Regions from separate parts of the Dromaius novaehollandiae genome. Here region 2 is linked to region 1. Evidence: chromatin contacts called from public Hi-C data. All regions are on one chromosome and are shown on one strand. Each heading gives the region's core, a stretch centred on a gene start, on an enhancer-like site or on the middle of the called end of the contact. The rest is flanking DNA. Distances are from core to core; before and after follow the strand shown.

The links. A called contact is a pair of places that touch in the nucleus more often than the background predicts.
Region 2: a contact with region 1 is called in a Hi-C map of ovary, with 3 times the contacts expected there. The contact joins the enhancer-like site here to the promoter of CMAS in region 1. A contact is called at or near these places in 3 of 4 Hi-C or Micro-C datasets (brain, liver and ovary).

The regions. Positions count from the first base shown.
Region 1 is chr1:71,114,983-71,121,513 of bDroNov1.hap1, forward strand. CMAS (cytidine monophosphate N-acetylneuraminic acid synthetase) reads right to left here and starts at 3,057. Exons shown (of 8, transcript XM_026092682.2): 1 at 2,730-3,057; 2 at 1,127-1,269; 3 at 737-892. The coding sequence starts at 2,920.
Region 2 is chr1:71,264,057-71,270,587 of bDroNov1.hap1, forward strand. No RefSeq gene overlaps it. Among named protein-coding and RNA genes, the nearest start is that of KCNJ8, 35 kb to the left of the region's middle. Within about 2 kb of position 4,100, at least 1 of the 2 cell types and tissues checked has open chromatin away from gene starts, as enhancers often do.

The sequences.
Region 1 (6,531 bases), core at 1,807-4,306:
AATAAAAACAACACAGATAACACGTGGGGTATAGATATTTGTACAAGTATGAAACGTAGTTCTATAGCTACAAGTAGGCACAATTTTTATTTACTGGTAGAGTTCAGTCTGTATTCATCTTGGCAACTGTAGCGGAGAAGCACACTTTCTCTACCAGAAATAGTCACATTCTTCTGTATGAGCTAATCAACATGAGTTCAGAATTCATGACTCAAAGGCAGTTCACAAATTGACATAAGCCTGCAGATGAATTAACATGCTGAAATAAACCATAAGCCACCAGGCTAACAGGCTGCCATCCCATCTTCATTGAGACTTTACCTTACATCAGCCTTTTACTAGTCAGTGCAAAGTAAGAACAAAATATTTTCCTAGATAAGATAAGACCGCAGCGTCATGTCAGTATATACCTGAATACCTGCCAAGCAGGAGTTGACACAAAGTTTTGGGGATTTATGTTTTGAGCCTAAACATTTTAATAACATTTGCACTTTCAGCATCTCATCACTTCTACAAAACAATGAAGAATGATCAGATATAAACTTGCTATAAAAATAATGATCATATAAAACCAGCACTACTTGAAGAAATTTCCAAGTGATCTCATTGCCCTCCAGGACTTCGGCGTATGCCTCTGACATCACTTCCTACTGTATCATACCATAGGTATGAACGTAAACTACATGAATAGAATTTTTATTGAGTATAATTGTAACCAGAAAAAACTAAATATTACCTCCTTTTTTTACCTCACTCCATCTGAACTGATGCCGTCTTACAACAGAGAAGACAGAATCAAAGCCCTCCTTCTGGATCAGATCTGCCACTTTTATAAGATCACTGGGATGTAAACAGGGAGATGTTGCTTGAATATTTCCTACAATATCAACCTCTAAAGAAAAATAAACATTTATGAAACAGTGATTTTTTTAATGCACACAATTGCAAACTGTGACATGAGCAAATACCACTTAAAAAGGAGAACCTTACTAGCTTATATTTAGTACAGGCTTTACTTATTTTTCTAAATAAAATAAAATAAATGCATCATATTTCTAAGTTTATAATAAAATACAAAAGCTCAGCACATTTTGCTACTGGAACCAAACAAATAATACTGATGTACCATGATGACGATTAAGAAACTCTCTGATAGTTTCTAGAGAAGTAGAAGAGTCTTGAGACACTTCAGGGCTTCTGCGATGAACTTGAGCACCAAACTGCTTTGCAACCTTCTCAATTTCATCATGGTCTGTAGAAACCCATACACTGTTGGCAGACAGTGACAGAAATGAATAATTATATGAACAACTTAGCTTGCCTCAGACCCTATTAAAATGAAACATAATGGCTACAGAAGCAATAGGTTGCTAACCCATTACTAATTTGCCTGTCATAGCCTGCTAACCTGAACAACACCCTGGCTTATCCACGGACTAAATCTGGCAATGAAGAAAAGAGAACTAGTTTATATCCTTGTGTTGTTAAAACGTCCCTGTCAGTACAAGAATGAACAACTTTTAGAAATAAAGAACAAAAACACACTTGCTAGTTTGTAAACTCTCAAGTCTGAGCTGCATTTCAATTTAATACTGTATGGTACTTGATCTACCATGCATGTAGGTTGCTTGAGCAAAACCAAATACAGAAATGTTACCATAAATATGCAATGTCAGTATGCTACAATTTGCTAGGCCCACTAACAGACCACTGAGTGATGAATGGGTGAAATGATGTATTCAGAATCACTCAGGAGTTCAGAAACAATCCTGACAACAAACAAAACTGCTACTCAGCTATAGAATTAGCTTATTCTGCAAGTATAATGGAATGTATTGGTTAGTCTCCTTCCAATCCCAGGGCAAGAGCCTTTTGAGTTGCCATCACAGACATTTTGGCACAAAAAAGCTCTCATACTGGTAAAGCAAGATTGTTATTATTTAGGTATGATAAACATTTACAAAGGGAAGGGCTAAATCTGGCTATTAGGTGATGACAAACACTGGCTGAGCATTGTGCACCACTGCTGCAATCATTTTTACAGAAAAGCATACAGTATATATATAAAAAAAAGTGAAAAAGTTTATTCTTACAAAACTATTGGCATTCTCAACATACTGTACATAGCAAATGATGCTTAAGTTTTTCCATTCAAAGACATCATGGGATCACTGTAATAAGTATGACCATGACAGCAACATCAAGTCACACCCATGTAAACAAATGCCAAAGTGAGAGATATTTTCCTTGTGCTTCAGGTTGGCTAGTTCAAACATACTCTACCCATTTAACTAACAAAGTTTTGTTGTGTAATATGTACACTGACTGATGGCACAGCGCTTTTAAAGGGGTCTAGAAAATTTCTGACACCGAGGGACGGACTGCTCCCTCTATAATAACAGAATGAGTCTCTCTACTGGTAGTTGTATTTAAGATTTTGCGTCAGACTCTCTCAGGGTTAAGCCCGCTGGAAAGGGGCCGCTGCCCCAGGAGCCTGCCCTAGGCAGGCCCCCCCGCCGCCACGCTCCCAGGCAGCTCCCCCCCCCCCCCCCGTGCCGGGGCTCCCCGGCACCTCAGCCAGCACCCCAAAACCTCCGGCCCACCTTCTCTGCCTGCAGCGGAGCCCCGCGTCCCCTCCACTAACATGGCGCCAGCCCCCCCCCCCCCCCAACCCCGCCGCAACGCCGGGGGGGGGGGGGGGGAACGGCGGAGTGGAGGCGCATGCGCACCTGTGGAAGACCCCTGCGTCGAGGGCGGCGCGCAGCACCCAGCCGATGAGCGGCACGCCGGCCAGCAGCTTGATGTTCTTCAGCGGGATCCCCTTACTGCCGCCGCGCGCCAGCACCAGGGCGGCCAGGTGGCCCCGCGGCCGCGCGTCGCCCGCCGGCAGCGCGCGCGAGCCCCCCGCGCCGGCCTCCATGTCGCCGCCACCTTCCGCGAACCCCCCGTGTCCGCCCCGCCCTAACTGCCAGCTCCTTCTACCTACACCCTGAGGCTCGGCGGTGCCTGCCACGGTGCGGGCTGGGCCATGCTGGGAAATGTAGTCCTTTGGGGCGGGCGCCGGCCCGGCCGCGCATGCGTGTAGGCGGGCGGGGCACGCGCGGCGGGAAGCCGTTGGGTGTGGGAGTTGAGGTCGGCCAGGGGCCCTGAGGCGAGGGGATCGGGTCGGGGGCCTGGAGCCCCTGGACGCATCGTTGTGGGGGGAAGTAGGCGTGAGACGGCCTTCCTTCTACCTGGGAAGAGATGGCCACTCTTTGGTGTGGGGTACCCACACGCAGCACTGTCCTGACTGTGAGATGGGGCCACCTCATGTTTCCTTAGATAACATTTCAGGGTGCAGTGGAGAGTGCCTTGTGGTATGAATCACGAGGCTCTGTTCTTAATAAAGCTTGTGCACTTAAAAAAATCAGTCTGAGGTGCAGCTGCCTCTCATGTTAACATGTCCAAGATGGCTTTAGGCTCATTAGCTGTGGTACTGAACAGCACATAGCCCTTGCAGCAGGGAGCTGAGCAAGCACTGCAACGTTATGTCTGGAAAACTGCATAAACCAGATTCTGCTGTTTTCCTTCAGCTGCTAGTATAAATCCTTATCCTTGACTGGTTTGTCCTGTGTCATTTCCTTCTGTGTAATGAGTCCCGGCAGAGGGCAGAGTAATCACATCGGAGCTTTTTTATATGTGAGGAGGAATTTTGTTTCAGTCACCACTTCTATTTTCCATCTGCTCAAAGTGTATGAAAACATAAAAACACCCTCTCTTAAGTCCTATAAACTAACTCGTAGAAGACTAGATGGCTAAAATAAAGTGATACACTACCAATATAAGACTGTAGAGGAGCATGGTTTTTAGTAAACTTCAGAAAATGGAAAATAGGGGCAGGTAAAATGTGTTGTAAGGTCAGTCCTGAAGACTCACATGGTTGATCCTCAATGGAAATGTATCACACCCAGTTCAGTGCAGTTGTCCTCAGACTGTTTTAGACGTGTCACAAACTGGAAGGGTCTCACCTACCAATGCCAAAGGAAATGCTTTCCAGTTTTATTCAGCTATAGTTGGAGGCTTAAAAAGAATAATTATTGGGGTTTTGTTTTGCTGTTTTTGAAGTGGACATCTGTACAAAAGGGTCACACCAAAGAGAGACAGATCACCTTTTCCTATGCAGATCATGGCAACACCTTTCAGAACGTTTTTCTAGGCGAGATTGAAACTAGTAGCCTCAAGCTGCTAAGTTCCCTATTTCCTACAGACCAGTTCTTGTGCACTTACTTTTGAAGTCTTTTTGAACTCTAGAGCTTCAGGCCTTTGTCACATCAAAGCCCCTACCTATTTATCATTACCCTTCTGTCAGAGGCTGTTGTTCCCACAAGAGATGGAGTTCAACAAAATGTGTTCCTGTGGACTAACTTTTATTTTAAATCATATGATTTTGTGCAGATCTTTGAGAATTCCTTTAAAGAAGTCATAGACAGCACTTATCTAGTGTATTGTCTATGTATTATCATGTAATATGTATGCATTAGTTCCTAAATCATATTTCTTACTGCATTGTCTCTTCCATACATTTTGAAACATGAATTTTGCATTTTGGAAGGTATTATGATAAAATTACTCATGTTTTAAAGAGAATATACAAAGCTTTATCAATTGAAGAATAAGAAAACATAAGCTATAGTAAATCTCTTTCTAGGTGACTCAGATAATTGTTACAATATTCAAAACACCTGCCTGCTAAGTGGAAATGGGTTAAAAACATTGAGTTTCTGTATTTTGGTTCATCACATTATGGAAATTGGATGATTTATCAATAGTAATAACAATACAATAAATAATGTTTAAAAAATATTTTATCTACATAATTCACTTTAGTATCTCAAAGCCAGGGATATCCTAAATGGGGAGCTGAGCCTGGATTCCACTTTCATTTATAGAGAAGAGAAATTACATTAGAAGATCTGGCAAACATTATAGATTTTCTAGATGAGGTTCATCTAGTAAGGTTTTCTTTACAAGTCTGTAGTTAATTAAAAACCTGTTGGCATTCACTTTTCCCTTCACACCAGGAGCAAATCTTTTACTCATAGAATCACAGGGCTGGAAGGGTCCTCTGGCAGTATCTTAAATACCTATGTCCTTCTTGACAGGCACTTATCTAACCCATTCTTAAACCCATTCTTCAGTAAAGTTGATTCCATAATCTCTCCAGGCAATCCAGAGTTTCATATGATTGCTAAGCTTTTCCCAGTCTTAACTGAATCTTCCTTTCTGCAGTGTAAGTCCATTAAGTCTTGTCTTATCCAGAATAGATGTAGAGAACAAAGTGTTTCCTACCTGTTTTCAGCAGGTATTTGCATATTTGAAAATAGGTATCCCCTCTCCTCTTACACTATTCAAGAGAAAGCCTGTTAGTTCAATCTTTCTCCTAGTTCAACTCTTCTAGACTTCTGATGATCCTCATTATTTTCCTCTGGACTGCTTAAAATTTAGTGCTCGACACTAAACATAATACTGCAAGTGAGTAAACCAAAAGAATTACTATTTCGTATATCTCGAAGGCTGTATGCCTATTTATAAATCTCTGTATACTTCTCTTATTTTCACACGCTTGACTTAATTCAGCCAGTGGTTCACTCTAACCTGAGATTTGTTTCTGCAAGAGCTTTTGCCTGGCCAGATACTTCCAACCTATATCTTTGCAGCTAACTGTATCTGCCCAATGCAGTATCTTGAATTTATTCCTAGCCATCCTGGCCCCACCTTATAATATTTTCATTTCAACCACACTACTGTAGTTCACATATGTGCAAGTCATGTGAGACATTGTCAAAAGCTTTACTAAACTTCAGATATGGATTTACTCCATCCTCCTCTAGCCACAGGCCTGTTTTTGTAGAATGAAATTGTTTTGACTTGACTTGTTCTGGATAAGTTACTCTTGACTGCTGTTAACTGCCTTGATGTCTTTTAGGTGCTTACCAACACTTGTTGATTATTTATTCCAGCATTTTTTCCAGGTTATTGGTTAAAATGATGGTCCAAATGCATCTATATTAACATTTTAGTTCGGATCAAGAGTGCACTTCTGAACTGAGTCTCAAAGCACGTAAACTGCTAATGGTCACTTAGTTCACAGAACCATGTTAGAGTTAATCTGAATTAAACCGCCTGAAGGCCCTTTTGTATGGAATTTGAGTACTCAAACAACTTTGCTCTAGAGAGCTGCTGTTATTGTGTCACACTACTTGCTGAAGTTGATGTAGCAGATAGTTCCCAGGCTCTTCCCTTCTCCCCAGTTTTAAAGTAGGCAGCATTTTTATCCTTTCTAGTATCAATATCTCTTTCTGGTTCTTAGATTTTGTCAGCCAATCGTTTCAGTACCTTAAAATGGGTAACTGAGCCAGTTTGAGCACATGTACCTCACCTAGATACATTCTGACTTGCTTCTTCCATATTTATACTGACATCTTGCTCCTGAAGGGACTGCTGGTAACAGTGCTTAGTGAGATAGGAACATTCGCTATTCTTAATAATAGA
Region 2 (6,531 bases), core at 2,850-5,349, 150 kb after region 1:
GAGAGCAACTCCTTCCCTTTGCACTCGGCTGTTCCGTCATTCCTGTGCTGTTCCATAACTAGCTTTTAATCTCTAGTTTTTGCAACCATGCTGTTTGCGGCTACGCTCTGGTGGAGCCCGTGTTCTTTCCCACTGTTGGACTATGCGCCTGTGGTTTCCATTGACATCTGAAGTCTGATGGGTGTTTCATCATCATCTAACAAACTTTTCACTCCGAGCCATGAACACGTAAAATTGTCGATCTTTTTTTCCAAAAAATCAAGAAATCAACCGCGTTGTTACTACCACCTAGTGGTGGTGATGGTAGACTTGCAGCAAGTGCTTTTTTTACACAAAAAATCCTTCAGAAGAGTGCCGATTATGGGCAGTTTATAAAACCTTTCTATAGTCCCATGGCTCTTTCTGTGGATATAAAAGGTTCACATATTTTACCACTTAGGCTGTTCTTAACTCGTTCTTCATAATGAGTCAGGGTGCTGAGGAGTTTTCAGTGACTAACTTACAAACATCTTTTGCATGATTTAACTTTGAGGCTCTTAATAAACCTTAATAAACAGTGGTCTTTTTCTTCATATGGAGGAAGCTGGCCTACTGTTCTGACACTCCTGCTGACTGCCCTGGTCTCACTCTCAGCCTCCTTCCAGCACTTTTGGTAACTGCTGGGAGAGCAAGCTCAGCCTCAGCATAGTCACCATGCCTGGGATGCAGTGAGACTCTAGAAAAAGAGCTAGGAGCAAAAAGCAAAAGTATGCAGCCAAAGAACAGATTAGAAAAAAAATTATTTTTTAGTTTTCCAGCAGACTCTTCAGGTCTCCAGAACAGGTCCCCACCAGACTCTTCTCAGTGGTGTCCAGTAACAATATGAGAGGCAACGGGCACAAACTGAAACACAGGAATTTCCAGCTAAACATAAGGAAAAACTTTCTTTCTGTGAGGGTGACTGAGCACTGGAACAGGTTGCCCAGAGTGGTTGTGGACTCTCCATCCCTGGAGATATTCAAAAGCCTTCTGGACATGGTCCTGGGCAACCTCCTGGGGGTTGGACTAGATGATCTGCCGAGGCCCCTTTCAAATCCAACCGTTCTGTGAGTCTGTGTGTGGCTCTATGTAGGTGTTAAGTCCATGCTTTGTTTAGAGGAGAAGCGTACACAGCTTCTAACACAGGGTGAAGAACACGCAGAAGCAATGCCTAAAAAGAGCTTCACTGAGGGTTACTGGGAATTTTGAGATGAAGATATAACAAATAATGAAGTCTACTAGATAAGCATGACCAGTGGTGAGAAAGCTTTCAGCGGCACAGAAGCTGCCAGCCTTCTCGGCATCCCAGACTTTAGGAGCTGGAGGAACAGCATTGACACATGTGTTTCAGTGCATGAAAGATCAGAGATCAAGACTTCAAGTCAGCTTCACACTGTCCAGGAATGTAAAAAGAGTAGGACAGGGGATGTGTATCAGGGATGAACACTGACACAGAGCATGAGATGAATGGCTGGGCAAGGGACAGATATCCTTGAAACTCATTTAATTCATACATTATTTCACTGTGCTATATCAGAAACTGAGACAGACGCTGACAGCACGTCCTCTGGGTGTTACTTCTTTATTTCTTTGTCTCAAAATATCTCACTGCCAAGAAATGAAATCTGGCGTAAGTCAACGAATTAGCACCACGTTATGAGGATTACGAGCACATTGACTAAAATAGCTGTTGTAGTTTCACATCTCCAATAATTTCATCCACAGTTAATGTATTTTAAGGTAGGTGGCAAGTCATTGTAATACACCAAAATCACTATAAGCACAAGAAAAATAAAGATTTGGTAAGGGACTTACTACATTTATAAATGCTCATTTTATTTTTCTTGGTAGTTGCTCTCCAGACTTCTGTAAATAAATTATTGTCTCCGCTTGTTAGATATTGCTTGCATCAAGGATTTCTGTCCAGCCTCTGGCCCCTGTCCTGCCGGTTCACTGTCACCTCCGTTTAAGAGAAAAGTTTTGAGTTTCCAACTTTCGGTGAAAGGTATGTGGTTTTAATGCTCACTTGCCACGAGAGGTCAGCATACACATTGTTAAATAGCAGCTATTTCTGGCTGCTAACTTTCAGAGGGGGAAGTCAGCAAGGAGCCGCATCCACTGGCTTCCTCCTTCAAGGAAGCAGGAATACATTTTACTCCCTGACTAATGCATTTCAGCTTGACCCAGAAATCTTTTTCATAGCACCATTGATCTGGACTGCACTGGAACAAGAGGGTTTCTCATCCCTGCCTAGAGCTATTTTTCTAAGAAAAGTATGGAGGTTTCTTGCCTCCTTTCTGGAAGTCATGGTCAAAGTGTTAGCATGTGTTCTTCAAAAGAACCCCCCCAAAACCCCAAACCCAACTTCAAGGAACTGTGCAATAACATGCATAAAAAGCCAACTAAATGGCATTCCTCATAAAGATCGTTACTGGAGAGCATTCTGAAAATAGCATGCCTGATAATGGCCCAGACCACTTCCTTATCTTTGCAAATGTTTGCAGTCTAATCAGCTTATCTCTAAAGATTAAGAGAGTCAAAGACAGGCAGGGTGTGATAGGAGCTGTTCTTTTGCTGGCGTAGTCTGACAGTACAACATGAAGTATTTATTCTTTGACCAACCTGTTCAGTTGGTCGTATGCACATGAATGTCGCTTTATGCCTGTTCCACCTTGGGGATAGTCTCCTTTACATAGTTCCAGGAAGCTCAGGGTCCATGTGCCTTTTTTGTGTGCATCCACTTCATGCTGACATGTGCCGTGCTAACCTAGGCTGTCTGCACGCAGCCCCGGCACAAGGTGCAGAACAGCCCTGTGCCTCTGCAACAGAGAAATCCCATAGCAAAGCATAGCCCTTCTGTGCTCTGTGCCCTGGGATGTGTCCTTATTGCTCATAGCCTTTGTGCTTTGGCAAGTGGCTTGGCTGCACCTGGGGGATGATTAAGCATACACACTGATTTTACAAGGCCTAGAACTAGCTCAATAATAGATATTAGCATTTTTAAGCCTTGAAAGGGATGGGGTAATAAATGAATATAGAATGTTGGGTATGGAAAGAGGTCTGGATGACTCTTGGTAGAGAAAGGAATCAGATGTTTCAATAATAATTAATAATATAGAAAATGTGGGTTAGATGCTTGTTTTTCTTGTTTCTTATAATGTAGTTAAGTAAGAGACAGTAGACTTAAAAATAGCAGAAAGAAAAAGAAGTTTACCAAGCAGATAATAAATGGGCTTTAGACATCTGAAGGAACATTCTCAACTTCCAGAGAAGCATCAGCTGGGATTTAAAAGAAGGAAAATAAGCATTTGTGCTTTGGAACGAGTGATAATCATTAACTGATGGATGCGGAGAGATGTTGTATGTCCACTGGTTTACTATAGGATTTCTTAAATTTTCTCTGAAGTGATTGGTACAGTCAAGAGAAAGGTTAATGGGCTTTGATGAACAGTGTTGTGATATTATTGAGTTCTGCAGGTCTTTAACCAGGGACCTGGGAGAGAGCTTTGTTACTTGCATATCCAACTTCCTTCCCTATTAGAACCTATTTATTCACTGACAGATGAAAACATGAGAAGTGTACCTGGCTAAAATCGAACCAACTACTTAGCCTGCTGATTTCAGCTCATGCAAGTTTTGCTGATGTGGTGGCCCATGTGGCCTTGGGACTGAATTTCCTCCTAGGTGATGCTGGCTCACACACAGCTCCACAGAGGCACAGCTGGGTTTTTCATCTGGTCCTCGTCCCTGTGGGCCAAGCACTTGCACCTCTGCAATAAAGTAAGGATGAACTGGGATGAATGCGGTGAGGTGGGCAGCAAAGCCTGGGTGATGGTGGCACTGGCATTTCAGATAGACTTTCTTGGGAGAAATGCCCCCGTACCACATTATGAATCTAGATTCACTGGAGAATTAGGAGAGGAAGCTCTTAATTTTTCTACCAGCTTTTGCATCCAGCATTAAAAACTACAAGCGAAGACAGTTCCTGTCTGACAAGGATGTGATTTTTAACTTGGTCAGTAGATGTCAGTGATGCACATACCTACTCACACACGGACAAACTAGGAAGCAAGAAGGCCTCTAGGAAAAAAAAGCCAGCTTCCTTTTTCCTCTCTGGAGTCAAAATGCAGCCAGTGGAAAAGAGGCAGGCATATACACCAGAGGGAAAAAGTTCCCTACAAGCATTTGAGATTCCTGTATCCCACTTACAAATATGATGGAACAGCAAAACTGGACAGTGCCAATGTAGGGACTGTCATATATCATTTCAGTCAGAGTTTTGGCAAACTTTCATTCATTCTATGTGAAAACATGCATTATCACCTTCCCTTTTCAGACTAATACCTCACACACTGCTGTAACAGTTAAATGCATATTATGGTTAAGTTGTTAGGCTAATCCTAAATCTTGCATCTACTGAAAACTATTTAAAAGGATTGACTCATTACACTTCAGTGCAGCTTATACCAGCTTATTAATAGCATGGTTTATTTTGCTAACATGGTAAATCAAGTAGGGAAAACTGAACATCTCATTCAGGAATAAATGAAATGTGACTTCTAATCCTTCAGAACCCTCATCGTTTCACAGCTTGCTGAATTCCTATACAATACTGGAAAACTATTTCTAAAAATCTGCAGCCCACCCTGGAGAATCCTAGGTGAATCACTTCAAATCTCCTTTTGTGCAGGAGGAAGCACCACGTAACAATAAATGTGTCAAAATGCCAAAGTGCAACATCTTGATAAATCACTGAGAACCCTTGTCTTCCTGATGAGGGAGGCTGCAAGTCGTTCACCCCTGAATTTCTCCCCTGCATGCACTCTCCCTTATTTTGGTTCCATGAAATGCAAGGAGAAGAACTTTTTCCTAAAGCTGGGAAAAAACTAGGCCCAATCATGGCTTAAGGTAGGACTGGGAACTCTTGGACAAAGTTTTTCAATAAATGAAGGTGAGACATGGAAGATTTTGCATTATGAATAAAAGTATAATGCATATTGATCAAAGAGGGAATGAGAACAGAGGAATGTTTAAAATCAAGTGGATGCAAATGACATTTGTGAGGTGATTGTGCCATTAACATTTGAACTGTCTTTGGCTTAAAGCTGAATTGTTGATCCTAACCCTATTTTACATGGGGACATGAATATTATCTCTGACCACAGCTTTTGACACGCAGCATGCAAAGTGGAGGCACAAACTAAAGTCAGGTTAGACCCTATGAATGCCCTGGTGTACTGTAGAGATTTAGGAGGACTGCCTGAATGCAGCGGCTAGAGTACAGCAGCTTGACAGCCGTCATAACAAACAAAGTGAGACTTATTCCACGGCTATTAATGGTTGCAAGGAAGCGAGTGCAGCTCAGCTATACCTCGTAATGGTTCCTTGCTGGGCCACGTGTCAGTATGCAATAATTATTTGGTATGTAACTTGTGTAGCTACATGTTCATACATGTGCCCTGAACAATTCAGACCTGTGGCCGTGGCCGCATTCCTCTTGTTGGACATAAATGGATTGACAAGATTTTGACAAACAGCCTGGGGAGCACAAAGGGTCACCGAGATGATTAGAGGCCTGGAGCATACGCTGCACGAGGAGAGGCAGAGGGAGCCGGGCTTGTCCAGGCTGGAGATGCCTATGGGGAGATCTGTTTGCAATCTTCCACCGCTTCACAGGAGAGGAGGCAGAGTCAGGCTCTCGGAGGTGCACAGGGAAAGGACAAGAGGCAACAGCGTCAAGGTGCAGCAGAAGAAATTATGGCTAGATTAAGGAAGAAATTTTCCACCATAAGGGTACCCAGAGAAATCTCCATCACTGGAAAATCTCATCTTGTTTCATCATTGTGAAACCTCCATAGTTGGTGCTGGGAGAAACCGGCACTGCAGGCAGGATGCAATCATAAGCTGGCACCATGCAGGTGCCTGGGTAGGGAAAAATGGTACTTTAAAACCCTTAAGCTCAGAATGAACATCTGACAAGTTTCTTGACAACTAGTATATGAAGCACTAGGTGGCCAGCTATCTTTGTATATCTTCATTAGTCCTCCGTAGCATGGTTTTGTACCTTTCCTACAAATGAATTGTCTTTCCAATTTTTTTCTAAAATCCTGTGTTATGCACCTCCATAGACTATGGTCCATCTGAGAACACTAAAAGAGGATCAGACTGGCTTAGAGCACTAAAAATTTCCAAACTTTTTCAATTTCAAACCTGTAAAAGAAACAGTGAAAGCACTGATTCTTTTACATGATAAACCAACAAAAAAGCTTTGCTTGAACAAAAATGCTTTGCTTGCTTATTTTTTCATTGACACACCCACATCCATATGTGCACATCCAGACCCAGATCCACAAACCCTGGTTTGAAAACTGCTTTTTTCCTGAAGGCATTCTCTGACAGAAGTCATTGCCAGACATTTCAGAAAGGAAAAAAAAAAAAAAAAAAAAAAAAAAAAAAGCTATTTTGAAGATACGAGTCAACTGAGAAAGTATCTTACTAATGTGAGACAGTTAG